Regions from separate parts of the Salmo salar genome. Here region 1 is linked to region 2. The links are chromatin contacts, called in public Hi-C maps. All regions are on one chromosome and are shown on one strand. Each heading gives the region's core, a stretch centred on a gene start, on an enhancer-like site or on the middle of the called end of the contact. The rest is flanking DNA. Distances are from core to core; before and after follow the strand shown.

Region 1 (7,466 bases), core at 775-3,274, 160 kb after region 2:
TCTAAAATAACAATTGGGAATGTGAAATTAATTCAAGGTGATACATTTTATTTTCAAAAGTGAAACATCTTTCTTCACATCATTTTAAAGCAAATGTCAAACATAAATCAGAAAATTACTTTACAATTACTTGAAAAGATAATTAAAACTTCCATAAAGCAGTTATTAAATGAAAACCTGTTTCAGACAGACATGTTACTTGTAGCACTTCGTTCATACAAAAAACATAAAAGCAAAAATGGTACTTGACAATGTTATACTCTGTACTATCGGATGTGAAAGGTCATGTTTCAGTGTTGACAAAGGCATTTAGAGAAAGTGTAGGGATAGGTAACTAGGATTGTAAAATGACTGCTTACAAATGTGCACACACTGCTTATCCTCATTTGCACACACTGTATATAGACTTTTTCTATTGTGTTATTGACTGTATGTTTGTTTATTCCATGTGTAACTGTGTTGTTGTTTGTGTCGCACTGCTTTGCTTTATCTTGGCCAGGTCGCAGTTGTAAATAAGAACTTGTTCTCAACTAGCCTACCTGGTTAAATAAAGGTAAAATAAAAAAATACAAATAATAAAAAATAAACTGATTTTACTTTCTGATTAGACATTGGGTGGTTGTACTTCTAGCGTACTAACTAATAGTTAAGACACCCACGGGCCTGCAAATGCCCATGTCAATGAAGCAATTACATCCCATAGTCAATAAAGCCCACAATTTAGCCTGGTCCCAGATCTGTTTGTGTTTTCTTGCTAACTTCTATGGTCATCCTATGGTCACAACCATAAGAGTTGACAAGACAGCCCAAACGATTTGGAACCAGGCTACCCACAGCAATGTTTAAAGATGCACTGTGCCCTCACAGTGCTAAGGTGTCTTTTATTAGCCTTCTCATGGTGGTGCTCACTGAGGTGCCCAGCGTATCAGTGATCTGAAAAGTGATTTTGTACAGGTAAGGCTGGACATCTTTGAGGCTGGTGTCGAACACATTGTCCACTTCCGACTGGGTGGGCATCTTGGGTAGGTACTCGTGCCGGTTGATCACTTCCACGATGTTGATCACCTTCTCACCCAGCTTCTCGCCTACTTTCTCCCGGCAGATCTGTCTCTCCTGCTCGTTGGCCAGGTTGACAACATTGACCTTGATGCTCCAGACCTCCCAGGGAATACACTCATCAGAGAAAGGCCAGCGGGACTTTTTTTTCTGGTAGAACTCCAGTGAGATTTGTCCCATTCCATCCGTCCCATTGCCCATGGCATCCTGTAAAGCACAATATAGATCCAGAGGTCAATGGATGCCAATAAATTACAAGTATAGTTATACATAACATAACTCATATAATATATAGCTATAGGTTTTAGTGGATAATATCTATACATTTCAACAAACAATCAGTCATCATATAGGACTACCTTGAATTCTCCTACTGCTTTCCTGATGGCCCTGTCAAGCTCATCAGAAGAAACACGAACAAAACTGAAATCAATAAAGTCGCAGTCAATGTCCTGTGTGCCAACAGTACCAATGGAGTAGGTGCCCTCTTTCTTGTAGTGAAATTTCCCAGTGCTGCGATGCAGTAAGATAGTGTGCAACAGAGCCAACATGGCCTCGTCCACCTGTCTTCCCTCCACCGACACTTCCAGAGCCTCCGAACGGCAGTTCATGGTGATCTGCTTCCCTACAGCGGCAGATGGAATATATGGTGGAACTCGCTATTCCAAGACACCCTTCAACTGTTGTTCACGTTCCATAGAACTGGGCTAAACATCAACACAAGCTAGCTAGCTAACGTTCCTGCTATCTATTGTAAGTAGCTAACTAAACGTTGGTTTCCTGTGACAAGCTCGATGGTTATCAAGAGAACACGTTATTTTTAAACTGACTTGTTGAATATTGCAACATATGTAGAAAATGTGTTGTTGCTAGCTATGTTCTTTATAAGTATTTATTAATAACAACATGCTGACACACAAACTGCAATTTCGTTGTCCTACTAAAAAGGGGAGGAGCTACTTCTGTGAACAAGTTGGGAAAACTACGGAAAGTCCTGTGGACCAATCCGAACCTTGTATCCGTTCTTATACCCCAGCAATGTAATAACACGTGTATAAGATACAAGTCAGCTAAAAATCAGAAACGATCAATAAAAGCTATGTAATTGCAGTTATTTCTACATGAAAACGCAGATTTTCCTTAGATATGAAAATGTATTTGAAGATAGAATTGAAAGCTTGGGAAAACCCACTAGAGTATAGATGAAAGCGCTTTAAGATATCGCTATGCAGTCTGGGAATAGCAGTTCATGCCACATCACATGACATTTGCAATTTTTCGATTTCGGTCATCGACGGTATCGGAGATGGTCTTCAAGCGTGTGACGAGGCTTTATAGATAAGGAGTTCACAAAATAATACATTTGTTTTGTCGTTTGAAGCCACGAATAACTTTCACTTGGCTTTACGCCATGGACGCCAGAAACGATTCATTGACATTACATTTTGGACTACGTGATATTAGCTAGCTAGATAATTTGCTAAATTAGCTAACGTTGACTCGTAATCTCAATGAGAGAAAGGTCTGACGCTAGCTAGCCAATTTTTATGAAAAGCTCGTCGTTATGTGTAGTTGGCTAACTTACTGTTGTTGGCTAGCAATACTAGGGGCTAGCTAGCAAACACAGACATTTGATACAATGGTGTGCAGCTAACGTTAGAGATGAGTGGAGCTTGCTCGAACTTGCTTGGTCTAACTTACTCAAAATACTAAGTTACTTGCAATAACTTTAAGGAAACCATTTATATTGCTTGCTTGTTAGCTACCTAGCTTTCTACTGCGGTTTTCAAACCAGATAGCTAACGTTAGCAAGGATTAACTACTTCCTTGAAGTCTATAGTTACTCATCTTGGGATATTTTAGTTGAATGTTGAGTCTCCATCAGTAACCACGATATTATTGACCGATAAGAGGCTAACATTGCATAGAGTTACTGGTTCAGTGGTTGAACTTGTTCATAAGACTCGCTCTCATTGCTAATATAGCTGGATCCATAACTCAGATGGCAAACGTTAGCTAACTTAATTGTCTTGAATGACGGGGACTTAATTCAAAAGCGCATCAGACCATGTTTTGTACTGGGTCTTACTTTCAACAGACCATTGTCATTAGTTCAATAAATAGCTAGCAAGCTATTTAAGTCAGTTGCTGAGGATGACTGACTCAGAAAGTCCCCTTTCAAATTCTGTTTTGGGAGACTTGCAGTGGCTTTGCATGGTAACACTGTTCATTGCTTCCAGCATTACATTGATACTGTATCTAATACAGTATTTTTACGACGATCTACGGATACAGAAGCCTGAGCAAAACAATGCGGTTTCGGGGGAAGCGGAAGCTCTGTTGGGATGGGCGCTGTCACTGAAAAGCTGGAAAAGTCAATGGAGAGGTGCTTGGTGCAGAGCGTTGAATGACGAATCGAGGAAGTCTGGGGTGAGTCCCATGACCCATACACTAGTTTATTTAACTTTCCAAATTCGTATGGATTTACACAAGTTGCCTGTAGCTAAATACATGAATAGGAAAGTCAGTGACAGACGTTAGAAATAATCTACTGTATCACAACAAACAACGTATGAATACAGGATCTGTATTAACTGAAACAAGACCTGAGCACACAGGTAAGCCTCGTAGTACAAGAGATCAATCACCTTCACAGAATCCAGTGTCAACAATCTTGATTCCTGTACCTTGCTACTGTACCTTGTAACCTTTTCATCTCAGCAAATTGTAAACATGATCCATTTGTACCCTGTTCTCTGACTCTTTAGTTGAAACTGTCAAAAATGAAGTGTAATGTTGAGATAATGTTAGTTGTTGGAGCATAGCTTTTTGCTGACCACCACCTGACCCAGGTACTCCTAACTCACACAGAGCCCAGTGCAACTAACATTTGAAGAGGAGGGCCTTCAGTCATCAGAGCTGGTGGTTGGCCAAGTGTCCACCTTAAAAAAATCTGCTGGGCAGAAGGTAAGATAAAATCCCTGTGTCAAAGACTGGCTCTCATTGAATGGCTAGCAACAAATTGCACACAGAATGAAAAGCTCAGTACATCATTCCGTATAGTCCAGATATGGTTCATCGTTGTTTATAAATGCTTATTTTCCTGATTAAAATCAAGTTTGAGCTAAGAGGAATCTGGATCAATTGGGTCATTGTTGAACCCAGTGCAGCGTGGTCCTCCGCCTACAGCCACTGAAATGGTTTTGCAGTTGTTTTTAGTTTGACAGTGGAGGCCTCTTAAACATTAACTACAGTTAGTAAAGAAAGCATTTATGTTGTTGCCATTTCCTAATCAATGTGTCTTAATGTCATAACCAGCCTCTATAGTCAATTGACTCTTCCACTGTAATTCAATGTAAATGGCAGTGCTCTATTGGTGCTGCAGCCTTTTAACTTCATTTCAGGCCCGCAGTGGCCAATATTCTGATTCACACAATGTCTATTAGCTTCACTGGCACTTCCAGACATTTTCCTCCTCGCCTTAAATTGTCTGTCTAGAGCCAATAGCACATTTTTACGACCTCCTCTCCAGCTCCAAGGTTATGGGATCCTCATATAACCAGCGCCTCTTCTAAAAAGGTGAAGAGAATTCTCACTGTTTTTATACATTCTTAGTAAATAAATAATATTTTCACCAAGAGCATTAGCAGATTTTGTATGGAAAAGGAAAGCAAAGCAGGGTTTTTCAGATGGACTTGTCTGTTATTTAAGCTGCAATACGTAACTTTTTGGGCGACCTGACCAAATTCACATAGGCGTGAGTTATAGATCTGTCCTTCTCATTGAAAGCAAGTCTAAAAAGCAGTAGATCTGTTCTATGTGTGCAATTTCTATGATTGCCATTGTTACGTTTTGTTTTTGCATCTTTTACATTTTTGGTTTTGTACACCAGCTTCAAACGACTGAAAATACAATATTTTTGGTTATTGAAAATATATTTCACAGCGGTTTAGATGGTACAATGATTCTCTGCACTTGTTTGTTTTGTCACAAACTGAAATTAGGAGAGCTATTAGAATTTTTTAACAACCAGGAAATGTCGAAGTGATATCTGCACATTGCACCTTTAAATGCCTGCTCAATTTATTTTGTTTAGGTTTTTCTATAATATGCAAGATCCAGATGCTGCTTCATTTTTTTTTAGAGACTTTGATAAACAAAGGCTTATCCTTGACCTGCCTGCATGAGTGAGTGTGCAGTAAGAAGCTTAGTAGCTGTCTCCTTATAGCCAGCCCGGTACAGATCAACACTAAGGAGATGAGGGAAGTGATGATGAGGAGGGTCCTGCTGGGAGAAATGGGCAGTATGATGAGATACTTCATGTTTGGAGCTTTCAAGTTGATTGTTGTCACACACTGAACTGTTAAAAAAATAAACACACACACATTAAGGAAGAAACCCAGGTAAGCAAGTCTGAATGTGAACCATGTATGAATACCGCAGTTATGGTTGGGCATGTTTAGCACCAAGCACCTTTTTTACCTCAAATTGTTTTTTTTGTGTAACCTTGATTACTGTACGGTACTATTGTAACTGTATGCAGTCTTGTCTTCCCCTAGGCTGCACAATGCAAGGTTGTCGGTGATAAGCTTCAGTTTTCCCTCAGTGCATCACCATCAGCCATGTCTCCAGGAGAGCCCTGTAGGTACAGCGTGAAGATATCTCCACTTGAACTGCAGGTAAAGGAACACAACAGTTATGTCCACTACATCTGCAGCTAACATCTTTCCCATCCCATCTCTATTGGAGCGATGCTTTAGACAAACAAAGGGAGAGAGGGGAGGGGGGGGGGGCAGGGCTCCTTGTTCTCTCCCTGTGTTGTCTTAATGGAGGAAGCTCTGTGATTTATTGAACATGACACACTTCAGCGTAGCTTTGCTGCTGCTATGAGAATCGGATTAAATGGCGAGGGCCTAGAGGTTGGAAGATGTCCTGTATACCTTATTTAAATCACTGTCTGTCTAATGTAAAATACTGGAGGGGGTATAGGTGCCCCTTCTTGGTAAAGGTGACCCATTTTTTTTTCTACTACCTCCACTTTTGTCATTGGAGAAGAGAGAAATTAAGAATAATTTCTCACCCAAAAAGTGATGTTGAGAAATGTTCCCTCTTTCATGTTAAACATCCATTTTATTAGCATCGCCCGTAACTGGGCACAATTTAAAGTCAAATCTCTGACTCGGGCTCACCCATAATATTTAGCAATCTAACCTTTCCCTCTGCTGGTTTTTCCTCTAAGTTGCTTGCTGTAGCCAAGTACTATTTGTGGTTTCATATTGAACATCATGAAAGTGAGAAAGACAGCCGGGGTGTGTGTTGTGGGTATATTACATAAAGCTATAAGCTTCCATCCTGTCTAAGTTATTGAGCTAGTTGTTAAGCGGTTGCAAATGCACGGCTAGTAAGTGGCTGTTGAAGTTAACCCAATTGATTTAAAGCTATTTTTTTTATAAATCTGGTGCTTGACTTGTTGCCTCGTTGTTGGCCTGATCCTGCCGTAAATACAAGTCCAGTGAGAGGTAAAAAATCTAAAGCCAGGACTAGGTTTGGTCAGGACACCTTTTGTTAGGGTTTTGGATTGGTTGTTGTTTTTGGGAGGGGTAGAGGGAGGCTATTGTTACATTTTTTTCATACTCCCTTCTTCGGTTTGGTCTGGAAAAGTCCTGAGGGCAGGCCTTTTGATATATTTTCATCCTTTTTCCACATTGCGACTGACTGACTCTAGAATGGTCCCTGTTCTTGTTATGAGTGATTGTGAGGGATATATTTAAACAGTATATTGAGCCAGTGTGTTTCTCTTTCTGCCTCACTCACACGCTCTGTGGTTTTGCAGCTTAGTGCACTTTGGCCATGTGTAACCACACAGTTGTAACACAACTAGGCTATATTCAGTGCAGTGGGGCATTTCATGTGACTGACGTGATGGGCTACTTTAAATGGAATCCTTTTGTTCTCAGGTATTTTTTCCTAAACCATAAGAGACTAGGCTATATTCATTCCCCATTACTATAATGACACCGTGTTTGTTGTCAACATTTTCCCACACATTGATGATACATCTCCCATGGAAATAGTAGTGCTTCTGGCAAAATATGGTTGCTGTACTTTACTCACCATTACTTGACTCCATTTGTACTGTGCTTTATCTAACACTAAGGCCTACACTTTTTCCAGTATGACCAAAACCTATTTTTACTGATCTAACTGATTTTTGCCTAATATATATATTGATTGTATTTTAGTGCTATCAGAAAAAGCCTTTGTTTGCTAACATAGTTGGCTGTACAGTCAGTGGATTCTAGGCATGCTGGGATAGGATGGCCCAGTCACTAGCACACAGTCCTCTCTCCCTCTATAGCCCTCTGTCTGTCTCTCTCCCACACTCGCTCACTCTCCTTCTCTCTCACTTA
Region 2 (7,319 bases), core at 2,292-4,791:
TTTTAAGTGACCCCAAACTTTTTTTTTGCTATGAAAACTTGGGGGGGGGGTACTACCCTGCTGTACATCCTCAAGTTAAAAAATAAACTGTAATTTTAGAATATGGTAGGTCAGTTTGAGAACACTTGAAGTATCTGGTTCAACAGTCACACGTAGGCTATCAACATTTGCCCCCCAAAAAATACATTTTATGGAATGATTCACGTCCGGGAATAACTGACCACAGATGCAGACAAGAGATCCATTTGAAACCAGAGTTCATGTTTTGACTTCACTGTGTGTTTCCATTACAAAAGCCTTGCATACACAAGAGAGTCACAGTTTCATCAACTAAAGCTCAAGCCAGCGTACCAATGATGCACAAAAACTCTTTGTACAGAACATCACCATGGTTGGATATCAGTAAAAAATCCATCCTTCAAAAACTGAGCATAAAATAAAAAGGAACCCGCTTGAAGAGAAAGGCTCAGTTATGTCCAATCAAAAAAAGATAGGCTAACTGAAGAACACTTTTTTTTCCACAGATGACTGAATCTATAAAAAATAATGTCTCCAAAGAAAAAAACTCATAATTGAGTGGTAAGTCAAGAGAACGACCATGGGACATGACACGATACTCATGAAAAGAGGGGCCCCTCCGGGCAGCAGCATCAGAGAAGCGGCCGGCCTTCACCTGACCGGCATTCTTCAATCTCCAGCAACCCACACTGAGCTTCCACCACCACAGGCATTAGGGATAAATCTAAGTCATGGGATTCCCTAAAAGATTAAGGCCCTCGAAACAAAAACACAGCTTGTTCAGCAAAGGCTTTTTTCCCCCACAAAAATGTCAGAAGACGTTTCTCCGAATGAGCTAATTTGTAGCTATGAAAGCAAAGAGGGTCTCCAGCAGAACATATAATCTACCTACTAGGCCAACTGGTGATCTTTAGTACTGGGACAATGCCAGAACCAGAATATTTTTCCCATGGCAAAAATGAAAACACCAAGCAGACCAAACTCGTTTGTCCTTAAAAAACCTGTTGTACGTTTGGGACATAAATAAATGTGACTCGGATGACAACATAAGTTTGTTTCCACCATTTGGGCTGTTTTCTTAAAGAAGTTAGATATTCTTTGTGTTTTGTTTCCTTGCCACAATACTAAACGAGTATTGCAATAGTGCTATTGTCCCCGCCATAGTCATCGTGCTGTGAAGGTAAATGGTTGAGTCCATCCAGGTGTATATTTTTTGTTGTTGTAGCTTTACTTAACTAGGCAAGTCTGTTTAGAACAAATTCTTATTTACAATGACGCCTACACCAGCCAAACCCGGACGACACTGGGCCAATTGTGCACCGCCCTATGGGACTCCCAATCACGGCCGGTTGTGATACAGCCTGGATTCGAACCAAGATGTCTGTAGTGACGCCGTTAGCACTGAGATGCAGTTCCTTAGACCGCTGTGCCACTCGGGAGCCAAAATGTAATAGTATTACTTCTGTCCCTCTCCTTGCCCCAACCTGGGATCGAACCAGGGACCCTCTGAACACATTGACAACAGTCACCCACGAAGCATCGTTACAATACGGGCTGTTTGACAGAGAACTGTAAATGTTCACATATTTTGGTGTTACAGTCTCAGTGGCCTTTACTTTCAATGGTCCCATTTCATAGCAGTCAAAACAGACAATCTTTTTTCTACGGGGATCATAAGTTCTTACTCTAAGGGACAGAACTTAACACGGTGGTCACGATCTAGCTCTGAACCCTTTGCACAATGACCACTTAATAAAGTAGTAGGCCTAGGTGTATCCTACTGTACTCCAAATGAAATAAAAACATGTTAGAATAGGGGCAGTTCCATGGTAACAGAGTGACACAGACTCAGATGTTTCACTTTAAAATGCATGTCAAACAAAAACCAATGATTGCAAAGTTAAACAAACCATATACGCACATGGACAACTTAATTTACACCGAAGATTCTACAAAAACATAATTAGTTGATGAACAGTGCAGATGCAAAGTTTGGTAACAGAATGACGGTTCGTGCTGTTTGCGCAGTTATTCTGTTACCAAACTTTGCATCTGCAATGTTTTTACATTCCTCAAATTGTCCAGTGTTGGTGACCGAGTCGGCACTTCTTCTCGTACTGCGCCGTTATTTGCGGCCCGCCTGTTAGCTTGCACGATTCTTGACATTCTCCTTCGACCTCTCATGAACGAGCCATTTTCGCCCACAAAACTACCGCTGACTGGATGTTTGTTGTTTGTCACACCATTCTTGGTAAACCCTAGACAGTGTCGTGCGTGAAAAGCCCAGGAGCCCGGCCGTTTCTGAGATACTGGAACCGGCGCGCCTGGTACCAATGATCATACCACGTTCAAAGTCGCTTATGTCACTCGTTTTGCCCATCCTAACGTTCAATAGAACAGTAACTGAATGCCTCGATGCCTGCTTTATGCCACATGACTCACAGTCTGTAGGAGCTAACCATTTTCATGAACGGGGTAGTGTACCTAATAAACTGGCCACTAAAGACCACTTTTTGGTCATATCAAGCGTAAGGGCTTGCAGGTAAAGGTGCATTTTGAAAGCTGTAGACGTATGTCTGATGTGGTTCAGTCCTATTAGGGTCAAGCTGGTTGCTGAGGACTTATTCATAATAACTTGTGCAAAGACCTTGGACATCAGACTGAAGGGTCTGTCCTGTAACTAGTTCATAAGTCAGGTGACCAAATGACTGTATTGGTGCCTCGGTATCAGGCCAGGTCTTACTAAACTGGCAAATTATCATCGTCTCTGTAGCTTGCAAACTAGATAGCTAACAATTATATCTTACGTTTGCACATGTATACTGTTATTAAATACAACTTTGTATGTAACGGACTAAGGCTTAGAAGCTCGAGTTGTCTGAATACTCAAGAGAGCTGTAAAAGTCAGCTGAGCTAACGTTAGCTTGCTAGTTAGCTTAGCTCACTCTGCAGGCCTGTTGTATTAATCTTGCAGCTGACACACAGCAACGTAACAATACAGGACAATACGCATATCATCTATATAACACCGAGTTACGGGTGTTTGTCCTTACCTGCTGAGATGTGAGCTCAACGTGCAAGGCTCGAGAAGATGAGGCTCCAGAGTTGACAGGGTGATCCCGACCGGTGATGGAGTTCATTCTCCTATCTGCACCAGGGCGTTCGCTCCTTCATTCAACAAAACATCTCATCCCTGCCACCGATCAACCCCAGATCCTGTGCATCTAGATTTACCTTCTACGGCAGAAATGTATGCATCGGTGTAGCTAATGTTCGTAAGAAAACAGCACTCTTGAAGCTGTCAGTTAGCAAGCTATGTAGCTAGCTAGCTATGTGACAAAAACAAAGTAGGACTTGCTCAGGTAGATTTCGGTCTGTTAGAGGGCAGCACCAGTAGATCACTGATTGGTCCACGGCTGTGTCTGTCAAATGAAGGAGTTACTCTCCGTTCGATTTATCCATTGCTATTTGTCAAATATAATGTCTATCACAAAGAAAGGGGCGGAGAGACAAACCTCTAGAGCTGCAATATGAGGAAGTGGGTGTTTATGTATGGTGACCAATGATGTATACTTCGCTGATGGTGACAACAAATATTTGTATAACTAAACCAAAATAGACCACAGTCTGCAATGTGAATAGTCTGGGTAGCCATTTAACTAGATATTCAGGAGTCGTATGGCTTGTGGGTAAAAGCTGTTAAGAAGCCTCTACAATGGTAGTAGTTGGTAGTGTTCAAGAGCATAAAATCCATGATGCATTGTGGGTAAATGTTGACTGACTGACTGATCTACAAATAATAATGAGTAGTTATTTATGGTGCAAAATGATGTGTAGATCAGTCAGTCGGCAGTCGCCTGCAATGTCAAACAAGCTGGTTGTCACAAAGGTGGAAAGGCAAGCAGGGACAGGCGAGATCAGGTGGGAACATTCTAGCCAATGAGAGGGCAGATAAGCATGTAAACAACAGAAGCAACTGATATGAAATTGTTTTTCTCAAAGTTGCCTAGATGCCACGTGTCCACTTATATCACACATTCGTAACAAACTAAACATTACTTAACTTATATTCAATCAAATAAGCCTCACTTAGCAATCACATTTTTTGCTGACTAAATCCAACACTCTCACACCATACAAAAAAGTGGAGTGGAGCCTCTATTTATGCTCAGATTCGAAGATGCTTATTAACATCAAAGTAGATACAAGACTACAAATCTCTGCAACCTCCTGCACATCATCTCTAGCTGGCACCTTTGCTAACAGGTATATTTAAAGTAATGTTGCCAATTTATTAATTAATTACATAGTTAATCAGGAGATTATTTTCTTTGCCTCGATTTGGCAGTCTTGTCCAGATCATCATGGCATTTGTAGTTCTTTATGATAGCCACATTAGCAGTTAATTAGCATTTAAGTTGTTGGGGGTAAATACTGGTGAATACATTGATAAAAGTCACCTTGTGCGAGAGAGATTTACACAGTTATCAATAGTCACGCAAGGGTAAGCCTACACAAAACACAGCCTTTATTTTAAGTGTTTCTAAAATCTCCTATGGGAAAAATGTATGGTAAAAAAAACAATTGGAACCATTTCTGACTTCTAGGTTTTATGGGAATTATGACTCATACTGTGGTACTCTATTGTATGACCTCCAGCAATCACATAATAAAGCACCAATCAACCTAGCCTTCAAACTTGCACAAGGTGGCAGCATCACATGACTAGAAACAGTATCAATTCAACAGTTAATAACCTTTTATCGATTAGATTTTCTTGCCTCCTGTGTCCTCTCTCCTCAGTCGAGGAGAAGTTGGCGAGGAGAGTGAACGTGGATGGAAATGCGCTTGCTTGAAATGAGATGGTACTTCTCCACTCGTGCGCCATTAGGCAAATTATGTTTACAGGGGTGGATCCCAAAATAAATGTGTAAAGTGATCAAAACAAAGTAAGTCAGTTTTGCAAGACATTTTATAAATAAAACAATAACATATTGTTTTTAAACTAGCAATATTTTTCTCAGACATAACAAAATGTATTCAAAGGGGGTGTGGTAGGCTGCCGAAGCGAATGAGAAGGTCAATGATGAGAGGCTCTGTCCAAAAAGAAACAAAGAAAAGGCGAGTAGAGTCGGGAGCGAGTATTTTGCCCTTTCATAGACACTAACTGGGGTTTCTTTGGAGAAGTTGCAAAGGGAGAAATGTTTGGAGAATGGGAGTGATTGGAGAAGATGGCAGAAAAGGAAATAAGCAAGAAAGTGGAGCATATTATGAATAAACATGAAGTGGGGGATTACACAGGCCTTCTGAAAGATCTGGTGACAGAAGATAATGGACAAGGAAAAAAAGGAGAACAGTGGAAATGGTTATGAGGGAATAACGAGGGATTTCACAGAACATTTGGAAGAACTTGAGGAAATAGAGAGAGATGAGAGTGAGGATGAATTAGATGTGGTGGCAGGTGCAGTGATGACTGTTGAGAAGAAATTGAATGTAGAGGGAAGCTGTGTGGAGAGGAAGGTTAGCATCAAGTGCAAAAAGAGGGATACATGTTCCAGTAAGTAGCTCAGAGATGGAACCAGATGAGAGTGTGGATGAAGTTCCTGCAATGAGGACCTTCAAGGTCAGGCCTCGGTCCGAGGATATAAAGGATGATTCTGGCCCAGTGTGAGTAAGATTTGTGGAGAGAATGGATCCTTGCATTTTGGCTGATCCATATGTGGTTTGGGTGGAGAAGAGGTTGGGGACTGTTGAGTTGGTGAAAGTAACTAGGAATGGACTAGTGATGATTTATTGTGTTTCTTCAACCCAGAGGGAGTGGGCGCTCCAGATCACACGATTAGGGAAAATAAATGTGGCTTGCTTTGCTCTCCGGAGCAGGGCACCATTGAAAGGAGTGAACGGGGGTGGCATTAAGCAGTATGTAGGAGGGAGAGTCCTAGATGTGCGAAGTGTGCAGGAGGGCGTGAGACGAAAGAATGTGTAGTTTCAGTGGAGAAAGTTGTGGGGGTGCCCTTTCTCTCACCGTGTCCGGTGAGAGAAAGGCAGGTTGAGGTTGTGCTGAAGCAGTGAAGAGAGTGGGAGAGGAAGATGGGTACAGGTTGAGGGATCCTGAGAGGATTCCTGTGAGTAGGCAGAGACTGGGAAGAATATGTGCTTCAGTAAGGTAGGTTTCTTGCCATTCATAGCTATGGTTGTCAATTGTACTGCAGAAATGGATTGAAAGTCATAGAAAATAGAGGATGTGGTGGCAATGGCAGAGAAATACTGTTGGTCTGGAGTAGGATTAGATGGGGTAAATAGTGGAATGAGGTGGTGTGTTTGTTTTTTGTTTTTTTAGAGGGCTAATAGTTGGCAGGGTCATTTTTCCTTTTCCCCAATTGTATAGTACTGTATCACAAAGAATTTCATGTAGGTAGGCAATGAATGTCCTCACACTCCAGTACAGTAGGTAACGGTGTATGCACCTTAAATTGAATGCAATCCGCCAACACAATCCAGAAGAAGAAGGGGGAGTGTGGTAGATTTCAAAGCTCTTCTGTGGTAGTATACACGAGTATCCTCGATGGAAGGTGGCTATCGAGGAGGGGAGGACACTTCCATTTGCCTAGTAATGAATTGACACACTCCTTGACCACTCAACCACGGTTTCCGGGTCACGGAGGAAAGTGGATAGAGGACAGTCTTTTGTCCAAGCAAGAAAACCCCCTAGTCTTTGAACAGCATGGCATCTCTTTCGCAATACATTTTACAAAGGCCAACTATTTCCTTTTCAAGTAATTAGAGGTAGAAAACTAAATGACACATGACAAAATTACAGTTGAGCAGTAGCCTATTTGTCATTAATTAAATCACTCATTGTTTGTGCATCTATTTACATTTTTGATCTCACAAAATATGCAAAGATGTTTTCATGAACATCACTCACATACAAGAAATGGACCTACTCAACTCTTATGTTGTGATGTAGAGTGACAGTAGGGGATTATCAGACAGTAAATCAAGTATCATTGGATGATCTTAATCTGGAATTAGGGGTCTTTGTAGTAACCGGAGTGCGTAAAAAAGCCATGGAATGTGTTTTAAGAGAACATTTTGATGTTTTCTATCACTTGATGAGTTGTGTGCATGCATCAATGTATAGTTCCCCCAACCCTAGGACATTTGGTGTATTTGTGATTATATCTACAAATGCCTTATTTTATCGCTTCAGCAAAATTACATTCTGGCATTGTGATGTCGCGGTGGGACTGAAAAATAGTTAACAGACATGTACAAGTTGTATTCTGGAAACATAAAGA

What was found. Hi-C and Micro-C count contacts between places; a contact is called where the count stands out from the background.
Region 1: a contact with region 2 is called in a Hi-C map of muscle, with 3 times the contacts expected there. The contact joins the promoter of LOC106603532 here to the promoter of LOC106603537 in region 2. A contact is called at or near these places in 2 of 3 Hi-C or Micro-C datasets (gill and muscle).

Annotation. Positions count from the first base shown.
Region 1 is chrssa04:54,808,713-54,816,178 of Ssal_v3.1, forward strand. It overlaps LOC106603532 (autophagy-related protein 101), which reads right to left and starts at 2,025. Exons shown (of 2, transcript XM_014197358.2): 1 at 1,416-2,025; 2 at 28-1,263. The coding sequence starts at 1,667. The coding sequence ends at 862. It overlaps c2cd2 (C2 calcium dependent domain containing 2), which reads left to right and starts at 2,314. Exons shown (of 13, transcript XM_045717109.1): 1 at 2,314-3,486; 2 at 3,928-4,023; 3 at 5,616-5,735. The coding sequence starts at 3,211.
Region 2 is chrssa04:54,647,877-54,655,195 of Ssal_v3.1, forward strand. LOC106603537 (UV radiation resistance-associated gene protein) reads right to left here and starts at 3,542. Exons shown (of 15, transcript XM_014197365.2): 1 at 3,072-3,542. The coding sequence starts at 3,158.